Linked DNA regions of Mus musculus: region 2 is linked to region 1. The links are chromatin contacts, called in public HiChIP or PLAC-seq maps. All regions are on one chromosome and are shown on one strand. Each heading gives the region's core, a stretch centred on a gene start, on an enhancer-like site or on the middle of the called end of the contact. The rest is flanking DNA. Distances are from core to core; before and after follow the strand shown.

Region 1 (5,765 bases), core at 870-3,369:
TCTCTGTTCCTCAGTGGTCTCACTCTTTCTGATCTGTAGGAACTAGGGAACCAATATGTTCCTGTTCATTTTCTCCACACTGTCCTGTCTCTGTTATGGGCAAACACTCTACCATGAAGCCACATCTTCAGCCACTCAGACAACCCTTTTAAAAAATATTTATTGAGTTTATTCTTTAACAGTTTCATACATGTATACATATGCAAAGTGTACTGGATTGTGGTAGCCCTGACCATCTCTAAATCCCTTCTTACTGCTATTATCCCTGCTTCCCTCCATTTCCTTCTCACATCCATGGTGTGTGTATGTGTGTGTGTGTGTGTGTGTGTGTAAAGATCTATTTATTTATTTATTTATTTATTTATTTATTTTCAAGGCAGTGTTTCTCTGTGTACCTATGGCTGTCCCGAGACTCACGGAATTCTGCCTCTTAAGTGCTGGAATTAAAGGTGTTCTCCCTACCACCTCGGATGATTTATTTATCTATTTTTATTTTATGTGCAAGAGTGTTTTGCCTGCCTGTATGTATACGCATCATGCACATGCCCTCTGGAGATCAGAAGAGCATGTCAGATCCCCTGGAACTGGATGGTTGTGAGCTGCCCTGTGGGTGCTGGAGACTAAACTCTGTAAGAGCAGCCAGTGCTCTTAACCAGGGGGCCACTGCTCCAGCCCCACATTCATGCCTTTTTGTTTTAAGACTCACTGTGTTTAACCAGGATTGTTTACATGAAGTTGGGTTTGGAAGTACTCCTTGGACACTGGTAAGCCTCTTGGTGGGTGCACAGTTGAAGACAATGACTGCCCCAGAATCCACTGATAGCCAGTAGTTCAGCAGAGAAGGGTGGGCTTCATAAGCATCTGCCTCATCTGTGACTGACTATTGATGGTTCTGTCTTGCACAGGCTTGTTGCAAGCTCTCGTGGCTGCTACGGGGTCTGGACTATTTTGGGTGAACTGTGCTCACATGTCAGCATTTCACAGCCCTTCTGCCTTCTGGCTCTTATGATCTCTGCATTTGTAATTTTTTTAAATGCCTTACAAAGTTGTAAATCTTCATTAAACCTTCTCAACCAACCAACCAGCCAACCCAACCAATCAACCAACCAACCAGCCAACCCAACCAACCAACCCAACCAACCAACCAACCAACCAACCAACCCAACCGACCACCACCAAAACCCAAAAACATGAAATAGCATAGTAGAATTGAATACCCTATAGAGATGAGACAGATGGAAAAATAAATGTGATTTTGTGAAACTTTTATTGTAGACATACTCTTTTCTATATAACCTACTATAAATTATGTGTAAATGGCTAGGTATAATGTTGCTATATAACACTAATTTTGATAGTATGTCAAAACATTTGAAAGAAAGGCTGTTCTAGATGAGAGCCACACCTTTACCAAGGCTTACCCTATGAATCATACTGTTAATTCCTTGGGGAGAAACATTAGTTTAAAAGGTCCTACCCCTAACAACAGAAGACAGACAACTTATTCTTGTTCCCATCCACAATGGAATGGTAATTTTTAAGCTTTAAATCACCAACCAAAGAGCACACATGGAAGGACCCATGGCCCCCTCTGCATACGTAGCAGAGGATGGCTTTGTTGGGCATCAGTGGGAGGAGGGGCCCTTGGTCCTATGAAGGCTCGATGCCTCAGTGTAGGGGAATGCCAAGGCAGGGAGCTGGGAATGGGTGGGTGGGTGGGTGGGGGGAACATCCTTATAGGAGCAGGGGGAAGGGGGATGGGATAGTGGGATTCTGGTGGGAGGGGGACCAGGAAAGGGCATAACACTTGAAATGTAACTAAAGAAAATATCCAATAAAAAAAATAAAATGAGAGAAAATAGAATGTATAAACATTTTACCAATTCAGACACAAGAACAAAAAACAAATCAAATAAACAAACAAACAACAGGAGTAGGAGGGACCGTTGAGGAAGCAGGGCTGGGAGGTTTTAAGAGCCAGAGGTCAGAAACTGTCACACAGGGTCCCTGTGCATGGGCTCACAGCAGCTGTGGCTGCCTGAATTGAATCTGCACAGGCTCAAGGCGGTGGAGACACAGTTGACAGGCTTGGCTTCTGGGGGCGGGAGAGTCTCTGGGTTTGGTTTTTGTAAGGGCGTGGTGACCGAGGTGTGGTGACCAAGGTGTGGTTGATGGCCCCACTCTCATGAGTATAGGGGCAACACAAACTGGACTTAGTGAGATATTAAAAAAAAATGACAGGAATTTGAGAGTGAATGGGAAGGTGAGATCGGATCTGAGAGGAGTGGGGGTGACTGTAATCAAATTACACTGTAGAAAATTCTCAAAAATTAATTTATTATATGAAAAAGACAACCTGGTGTAGGTGACTTTCTTGCTCGCAGGTGAGACCTGCCTTTGACGTGGCGTCTTTGATCCATGGCAAAGGAGCAATATGTAGTGTCATTGATGGTACATACTCATGCAGAAAACAGAACTTGTGGCTCGCCCAACAACACAAGCTCCCCTCAAAAGAGTGTCTTTGTCTGGGGTAAATGTGTCATTTCCCACTTCCTCGTGAGTTAAGACTGTCACTGACGTGTTTGGGAGGGACTTCGAGAGCATGCTGCTCCCCACTCCTGTGTCATTTCTCTAAAAGTTTCTCATCAGTTTAAGTCAAGCTAGGGTTCAACCCCCACTTTGGGAAATATTTGGGATTTACCCTCTTTGCTATTTCATTTTATTCTTTTCTTTTAACGCATATAAGGCATTTTTAATCGCTCATTTTATCTATTGAATATAATAAAGACTTTATCCTTAGGGTGGATTGAAAAGCATCACTTTAAGTTAGCAGTGCTCATTTAAAGACTCTTGTGCCTGCAACTTTGTGAAGGGGAATCAGTGGGAATGTTTAACTTTTTTGGCAAGAGAGATCCCTATGTGACAATTTTCTGTGTGAATCTAACACTGCAACTGTTTAATATTCCTTTTTATAGACAGCTTTCTCTCCAGGACATGAAGAAAGATAGTAGCAAAAATACCTGGAGAAGTGTGAGAGAATAAAAGGCTATGCACTATAAAAGGGCTTTATTTTTAGTTATGCTCGTGTGTCTGTGGATATGTGTACCTGCAGGTGAAGGTGCCCTGGGGGCCTAGACCGGCTGGCTCTCCTGGGGCTGCAGCTAGGGGTGGTAAGCTACTACATGGGGTGCTGAGCCATCTCTCTAGCCCCAAGAGACAGACTGTTTTATGCTTCTTCCTTGTGGCTTTATTGTAGAGTGAGCTTTTAAAATTAATTGTTAAAGTTAAATATGTGAATTGATTATGCACACAGATTTCTTTTCTCTTTCTTTTCCTTCCTTCTGTCTTTCTTCTCCTCTTCTTTCTTCCCTCCCTACTCCACCCTCTCCTCCCTTCCTCTGTTCCTTTCTTCTTTCATGCTGTACTTGGGATCAAACCAGTGATTGGCATATGCTGGGCAAGTATGCTATTTTCCCCAGCTAAAAAATTCCTAGTTCTAAAGTTACTTAACTTTCCATTTGTACAAAAAGATAAGTCTTGTACATACTGTAGGGTATTCTAAAATAAACAGAAATCTATCAGTAAAATTAGACTTTTAAAATGAGAAGAAATAGGCTAGAATAATTGAAAAGCTTTGGTGCAAGGTTCTATAGCCTATTGTTTATTTTTTGAAGACTTGTTTTAAACTTTGTGTATATATGGGTGAGTATAGTCATATGTGAGTGTAGGTGCCTTCAGAGTCCAGAAGAAGGCGTTAGAGCCCCGGGAACTGGAATTATAGGCAGTTGTGAGCTGGCTGACATGGGAGCCAAGAATCAAATTCAGATCCTCTACAAGAATAATAGGTGCTCTTGACTGATGAGCCATCTCTCCAGTTCTGGTTCTATGTCTTTGTAAAACATATACATATACATGCATATATAAAACATATATTAAAGCATTCACATATAAAACATACACACACATATAGATTATATATTTTATGTTCTATATATAAACTATACATTTTATATATAAAGTTATATATACATTTTCTGTGGAGTTTGGCCTAATATTAAAACATTGACCTGGCCCTAGTTCTGGCTCTGCTGTTCATGAGTGGTGTGCCCTTGTGTGAGATGTTTGTTATTCCTGCATCATTTTATTCATTTATAAATTATGGAGCTATGTCACATCTGTAAGCTTAACTTATGTACCCACACTCACAGGGCCAGTCCCATGCCTGGTTTGCACTGGTGCATGTGTTGTGTGTGTGCACAAAGGAGTGGTTGTGGTCACAACGACTCCCCCAAGAGTCTAGGTTACGTCTACCTTGGGTCTGAACAGTGCCACACACTCCTTCGAGCTGAAGTACTCGTACTAGGGAGGCTGTCTCAGAGTCCCTCTCTCAGCTAGCTGACTTGTAAGAAATCCTGTGTTAGGAAGAGATGGCACCCTCTTCCCATTGGGACTCCATTGTGTCATCAAATGCCTTCCCCATCAAGCCTTCTCTGGTCTTGTACTCTTTAATGTTCTCCGAGATCTAGTCTCTTCTCATGGAATTATTTTTGTCCATTTTGGCTCAGGATTTTGATTATCAGGGCCACTGATAATCGGTTAGTGGATACCTTAGCATGCTGAAGTCAGAAGGACTGCAGGAGAGGTTGAGAAATGTTTTCTACGATAGCCTTGTTTTCAAAACACCTCCAATGCATACAGAAGCCCTAAAAGAAAATGAGATCTGAAAGAAAGAACTGACTTTAATTTTAATTCAGAGTCCCCAAATTAGTGCAACCATTAAATGCTGCTTTCATTTAAAAATATGTAGTAACCTCGTATAAAGCAATTATAACTAAGAATGTTCTTTGGGAATAATGAATAAAAGACCAGAAGGGAGGCCGAGCTTCAGAACACTGCAAGCAAGTCTTGAACTTGAGTGTTTGGACTCCTTTGCTCAAGCTGCATCAGTTTATGTGATTCTTGGAACCTGTCCCAAAGGGATGGCTTTTGTCTGAGCCCAGTGTTGGCTTTCTGAGACTGTAGAAGAAGATAGACCTAATGAGAGTGGGGAGTGAGTGGTGATATAGGCTAAAGTACACACTCCTCAAAGATACTGGTGCGAAATCTCTGTAGCCTGCGAACGCGACTGTCTACAAACAGACAAAACAATTTTCACTACATGGTGGGTTTCAGGTTCTTGGGAGGAGCAGTCCTAGGTTACATCGGTGGGCTTAAATCCAACATCAGGTGTCCTATGACTTGTGGGAAAATCAAAGACTAGACGCAGAGGCGTCTGTGTTCTCATGGAGGCAGGCAGGCAGGCGTGGTGTGAACACAAACGGAGGAACGGTGGCTGCAGTCAGGAACCAGAAGTGGCAAGGCTGAGACTCCCACCCACCCCTAGACTTTACACTTCAACCCCAGACTGTGGGAGAGTCAGTTTCTGGCGTATAACCACCCAACTTGTGGCCATTTGGTAGGACAGCCACAAGGCTCTGGTCAGGGTGGGGACGGGGGAGGGGGTGGGGTGGAAGTGGGCAGGGTAGGGGGGTGGGAGTATGGTTGGAGGGGGAGGTGGAGCAAGCACTGGAGAGGAATCTTAGCAAAGGCTCAGGTGCTGGGTAAAAGGCCTGAATGGTCTGCCAGGTGAACCTGGCTGGTGCAGGGAACACTCTGCCCTGGGAGGGATGTCGGTCCTATCTCAGATCACCCTAGTTCTCAGCAGCCACCCTTGTACCAAGATCTTCTTTCTCCCACAGGTCACAGAGACAGAGTGCTGCATTTGT
Region 2 (5,765 bases), core at 1,508-4,007, 83 kb after region 1:
CTTGGCTTTCTTCTGAGTCATGTCTCTTTAAAGAACCCTTCCTAAAGGCTCCAGACATTTACATCTTATTGACCACTACAGACAGGAAGAGAGGCTTGAATGCCATCTTCTGGCCATATGTATCGTGTATCTGTGGCTTCAAATTTAATTAGATTGTTGTTGTTGTTGTTGTTGTGTTATCAGGAAAAGATGGGATGCCTGTTGAATAAAGAAACAGTGTCTGTGGTGCTGAGTGAGTGAGATAGGCCACAGCAGAGACCAAAGCAAAGCAATGCACTGCTACCCAGGGCATGAACCAAGGCCCTGCTTGTACTGTTGCAATCCTGTTGCCAAAGCAGGCACGTGCAAGTGCCTAGGAGAGGGCAGGCAGACTGCTGGCCTGCTGAAAAGCCTCATGGGCTTGTAAATCTTGGGGAATTGACCAAAGTTCAAGGCCTAACCTTTACTGAGGCAGGAAATGAAACTCGATTTTCAGTCCCCAGCCTATGAAAAGTCAAACCGTCTCTCAAAATGAAACTCCAGGGTTAGTGACACGGCTCTGCTCGTGAAGGGGGCTTGCTGCCAAGTCTGACAGCTAGCACTTGATTCCCAAGAGCCTATACTGGTGGCTCTGTACTCTCCCAAGCTGTCCTCTGACTACACATAAGGCACTGTAGCACGTGTGCCCTTCCCCACAAATAAATCAATGCTTTAAACAAGAAATGGGAGTGATCCCAGACACAGGAGTGACGTCATCAGTGTAGCAAAGCAAGGTGTTCATTAACTTGCGATGAGAGACAATGAACGAGGGGATGGAAATGTTCACCGGAGTTCTCTCAGAAACACCACAGCAGGTAAAACCAAGTAACCAGTGAGCATGTGACAGAACCAGGCAAAACCAAAGATGAGTCAGGAGGTGTACACTCCCTTCCTGGGTGACAGCTATGGTCCTCAATCTGCCCTACCTCCTTTTTATTTGGTACCCATGGTTGTTCTTCTTCATCCAAATGAGACCCAGCAACCTTTGAATATATTCTAGCAGGCTTCAGAATTCTGTGTCTCCTCAGAATGCTTTTGCTAACTCTAATCCAGGCTGTAGGGAATACTCCAAGTTCTAAGGAAAAGCCATGGCGTAAACCCCATATGCTGACTCTAATAGGCTGTTACACAGACATGTATGGTTAAAACCAGAAAAAAAGAATGTGATCCTTCCCTGGGAGACCTTGTGAATGACAAGCAGGGTTGGCCAATTTACAGTTATAACTGATTGTTACCAGGCAAACAGGGTCTCAGACCTGAGAGCCAGAACTCCTTACTAACTGGTGCTCTTTTGCAGAGAAGAAAGACATCTGGGATTCCACTACTGTTATAAAACCATAGGCAGGTGGAGGCAGGCAGAAGACATCCAGAGTCATACCCACTGCCACAAGGTGCCACTATGATGCACAAGTATCTGATGGAGAGATAGGAGAGGCCATGGTGATGTCCTGACCCATGCTATTACTGGAGGGACCCTGCCTGGGTCTGTGGCCCTGAGGCAGCAGGGGTTTGTGTCCATGTCCGTGGTCCATGTTACCACCAAAGGCCATGTGAACATCCCTGGTCTGGGCTATTTCATGGTGGCAGTGTTGATGTCCGAGGCTTGTCCAGAGCTGGACCTTGCCCTCACCTGAGCAGAGAGGAAGAGCTGGCCCTGGTGGTGCTGGTACCGACCAACTGTCAGCTGTCAGGCTGACCAACTAGGCCACCACCCAGGCCCAGATTCAGGGCATTGAGTTGGCCTACCCCAACATCTATCCCATCTGTGAACTCCTGGAGTGCACGAAGGGGCTGCTTCTACAAAGCCAAAGCTGCAACAGGATAGCCAAGAGGAGTACCAGGGAAGAGGATTCAGTATTGATAGCATTACAGAAGCCAGAGGCCTTAAACCAGACAAATCACTCATTGCAATGAACATTTGCAAGTAAAGCTGTGTGTGACACACCAAAGCTTCCACGCAAGATGTTTTTTGTTTGTCTTGTTTTCCTTTGAGGGGAGGTTGCAAGAGCAGAGAGCAGGTATGGAGAGACAGGGGGATGAGTGGAATTTAGGTGCATGATGGGAAATTCACACACACACACACACACACACACACACACACACACACACACACACACACACACACACTACAACACACTACAACACAATACAACAAAAAATTCCCCCAAATCAAAACCCATAGGCAGGATGAAATTGGGCAGCCATAAGAGACCCGCATAGATCTGCTAACCATCCCTACCCCATAGGGGTCATAATCGGTCCCCTACTCATTACACATGAGTCCCCTTCCTTCTTAAAATGGACCACTTCCTTTGTTTGGGTGAGACACTAATGTTAGTATCAATATGAATATTTGTGAGCTGTTTCTCCTATTCTCTGGGGGCAGGAGGGAAGGCAGACCACCTGAGTTCTATTCCCAGAAACCATGTTGGGTGTCACATAACCACCTGTAAACGGTGGCTCTAGGAGGCCCTGACACTTGGCACCGGAACTCACACCCTCTCCCATAATTGAAATTAAAAATTCTTTTTAAAAAATGAATTAGCTTCCATTTCCTGTGTACCAGACAATCCAGGGTTCTGAGGGAGAAAGGAAATCAAAATGAAACAAAACAAAGCCTACAGCTTTAGTCACAAATAAGTAACAAATGACTCAGCAAAAAGACTCAAAGAAATTGGCAGTTGAATGGGTTTGGTTGGTTTTGTTGTTTTTTTGTTTTTTTCAACAGGAAGTTAAACTGTTAAAGCTTAAACTGAGGGCTGAAGATTTCAAGACTCTGGGAGCTCACTCAGGATGTTCTTGGTGCTCAGCACACACCATGCTGACAAGTCTTCTGAAGTGCATCTTAGCATTCTGGGAAATTCTGCACTTTGGGAGACACCTGGATCCTTTGCCGTGGGACAGATTGATCGCACTGCCCTCCCCACCTCACATGTGAACTGTTGTAGTCAGCTTGGACTGATTGATTGAAAGACATACTTCAAGTTGGATGACTGAACAAGAATTCCTGAAAAGAAGTTGTGTCTGGATGTGAACAATAAACTCCTGGGAGAGTCGGGTCTGCAGAGACTGATGGTCTGACTGCAATCTGAGTACCATGGCGAGACGGGAGTTTTGTAGGCTCAGAGGCTAACTGTCTTATTATAAGATGTTATGAAGGTTACATATTATTTAGTTTCTTCTAGATTTTCTAATTTATCAGAAGCAACTGATTTTCTATTATTTTATTTTTTAGACATGATCTTTATTTGAGGGTCCAAGCTGGCCTCAATCTCTAGCTACTTTTGCTGAAGCCCGCCTGTGCTGGGATTCTAGGCATGCGTCATCGTGCCTGGCTAGCTGATTTACCTTTACGTCTGACTTTCAGACTCAATTTATGTCTATTCAAACACAATTTGGGGGCAAAAGGTCAATACAATCTATATTACAAATAATCTTATGGTTTTAGACAGTAATACAGTCGGTAGAAGTATGGGAAATATGGCAGAGTATATTAAAATTTTTATCTTTATTATCTTACTTTATTCTCTTTTATTAACATCTAAAAAAATCACACAAGTTCATGGGAGTATAAAATTTCAATTTCCAAGATGAATAAATCCTGAAGATCCATTGTATATGAGTACCTATAGTTGATGATACTTTATTGGATAACTAAGTCTTTTTTAAAGCACTTAACACATTAAAAGCACCTTGAAAACTCTTACCATAACTTAAAACACCCTAATAACTTGAGATGACTTGGCAGAAATCCTAACACAAACAAGGTTGGATGAGGTACCATTATTGCCTTGTGTGGATACCTCATTGCCCCTTGAGGAGTATGGATGGAGGCAAGGGAGATGTTTCTTGACATCCATGCAGACAAACACAGACGTCCACATTTTATTTAGGATGAACGAACACAGTAAAAACAAATCATTAATACACGTGAAAAAAGAGCATGGCTCCCTAACTAAATGAATTTCTGAGAAACAGAAATCCATCCCAGCTGTTCCATGCCCTCCCTATAGCCAGCTGCCTCTGAAGAGGACGCCAGGTCTGCAAGCGCATCCTGGAAAAAGAAGCAAGTGACTGGCAGATCCAGGAAAATCTCAATGTGCAATCTCAATGTGCACGTGATGGGGCAAGCTTGCTTTTGATCCAGGTCTGGTATTTCTTAGTTAATAGCGTATAGATTCCAGGCTTTTTGGCGATGCCACATTTATAGCCCTGAGAGACTAGGGCATGGAAGATGCCTTTGCAGATCAAAGGGCCACCAGAGTCACCCTGGAAAAGGAAAATGGGCAGATACTTAGCGACAAGCTGAAGATAGTTTCCTAAAGCCATCGTTATTTTCAAGTGTTTTTAACAGTTAGGGTTAGGGTTAGGGTTAGGGTTAGGGTTAGGGTTAGGGTTAGGGTTAGGGCTAGGGCTAGGGTTAGGGCTAGGGCTAGGGTTAGGGCTAGGGCTAGGGTTTGGTGGGGTTTTGTTTTGTTTTGTTTTGTTTTTGTTTGTGACTCAGAGTACCTAGCCATAGCCTTTTATTCAGAATAGAATCTCATGTAAGTGTCTGTCCTCTGTCTATGAATGCTTCGCTTTGTCTTAGCCTCTCTGTCTGTAATATGAATTTGTCTCTCTGTCTATTTTATGTCTCTGTTCTCTCTGTCCTATGTCCATGTATATGCTTCTCGTCCCTTTGGGAATCTATGAGTTCTGAGGTTTACTATTTAAAAATCAGGTAGGTATAAAGTTTTAAATTAGCCACTGAAATAGAGGAAAACCTCAAAACTGTGAATTTCATTTTGACACTTGTGGGCCTGGAATCAAATTATCGTTGAGACCAGCAGAAAAGAAAAACAGAGAGTAGTAGATATCAGGATGCCAGGAGCTGTGCCCTCCCCCCTTAGTCCTCCCATTTTGGTTTGAATCTGTCATTTTCATTTGAAATGTCATGCACATTTGAAGATGATGTTGTGCCTGTGACCATTTGCTGACTGGCGTGACTTCAGAGGATGCAAGTTAACAAAGAACACAGCAGAATTCTGTCATAAGTGAAGCACACTCCTAGAGGAGATGCTGTGGCTTTTTAGTTCAAGAGTTGGCTTTCAAATATGAGAACCAGTTAAGGATGCTCACCTTGCAGGAATCCTTTTGACCTCTGGCATCTCCTGCACATATCATGTCCTTGGTTATAACAGGTTTGTGGTTGTAGTAGCTTTGGCTGTTACAGCGTTTTCTACTTATGATGGTAACAGTGACTTCTCTCAGGGTATCAGAGGCGGTTAACAGATCTGGCTTGGTGGTTCCCCAGCCAGTCACCTGGCATTTGGTCCCATCTCTAAGATAGTTTTTGGATCCCAGGTGAAGCAGTTGGACATTCTTGTTTAGTTCTGCAGCAGTGCGAAGCTAAATGATTTAAAAAAAAAAAAAGGTAAATTATTCTTCCCCAGCCTTTTTCTGTAATAAGACCTCACTTGACTGTGCATTGGGTGTGTGGTCCCTCTGCCTCAGGGAGGTGTCCCTCCCTCTTGATAATGATCCGATGCTGTATCGTTGACTGTTGTTTTTTCGGAATGTGCTTTCCACTCTCCATGGAGATCGCTGGTGTTTGGGGAGGCGAGCTTATAGAGAAAGAGTTCCACCCTGTCTGGAGCAAACTGGCCTTTGCCCTGCATTGGATGGCTTTCTACGGACTGACATGTATAGGTCGTGACTTAGTGGGCTGGGCTGTTTCCTGCTGGATAGGCCCCTGGAGTATGCTCTAG

What was found. HiChIP or PLAC-seq counts read pairs in DNA pulled down with a chosen protein or histone mark.
Region 2: a contact with region 1 is called in a BATF HiChIP or PLAC-seq map of CD8 T cells, with 23 read pairs. The contact joins two enhancer-like sites. A contact is called at or near these places in 1 of 484 Hi-C or Micro-C datasets (CD8 T cells), 2 of 115 datasets of contacts at active chromatin or transcription factors (CD8 T cells and memory CD8 T cells) and 2 of 9 other capture datasets (adipose tissue and liver).

The regions. Positions count from the first base shown.
Region 1 is chr13:113,085,297-113,091,061 of GRCm38.p6, forward strand. Cdc20b (cell division cycle 20B) reads left to right here. Exons shown (of 12, transcript NM_001281487.1): 12 at 5,739-5,765. Among named protein-coding and RNA genes, the nearest start is that of Gzma, 13 kb to the right of the region's middle. Within about 2 kb of position 2,120, at least 11 of the 459 cell types and tissues checked have an H3K27ac peak or open chromatin away from gene starts, as enhancers often do. A contact at or near this core is called in CD8 T cells and memory CD8 T cells, where this site is marked.
Region 2 is chr13:113,167,749-113,173,513 of GRCm38.p6, forward strand. It overlaps Gzmk (granzyme K), which reads right to left. Exons shown (of 5, transcript NM_008196.2): 4 at 5,137-5,406; 5 at 3,882-4,287. The coding sequence ends at 4,126. Among named protein-coding and RNA genes, the nearest start is that of Gzmk, 10 kb to the right of the region's middle. Within about 2 kb of position 2,758, at least 40 of the 459 cell types and tissues checked have an H3K27ac peak or open chromatin away from gene starts, as enhancers often do. A contact at or near this core is called in CD8 T cells and memory CD8 T cells, where this site is marked.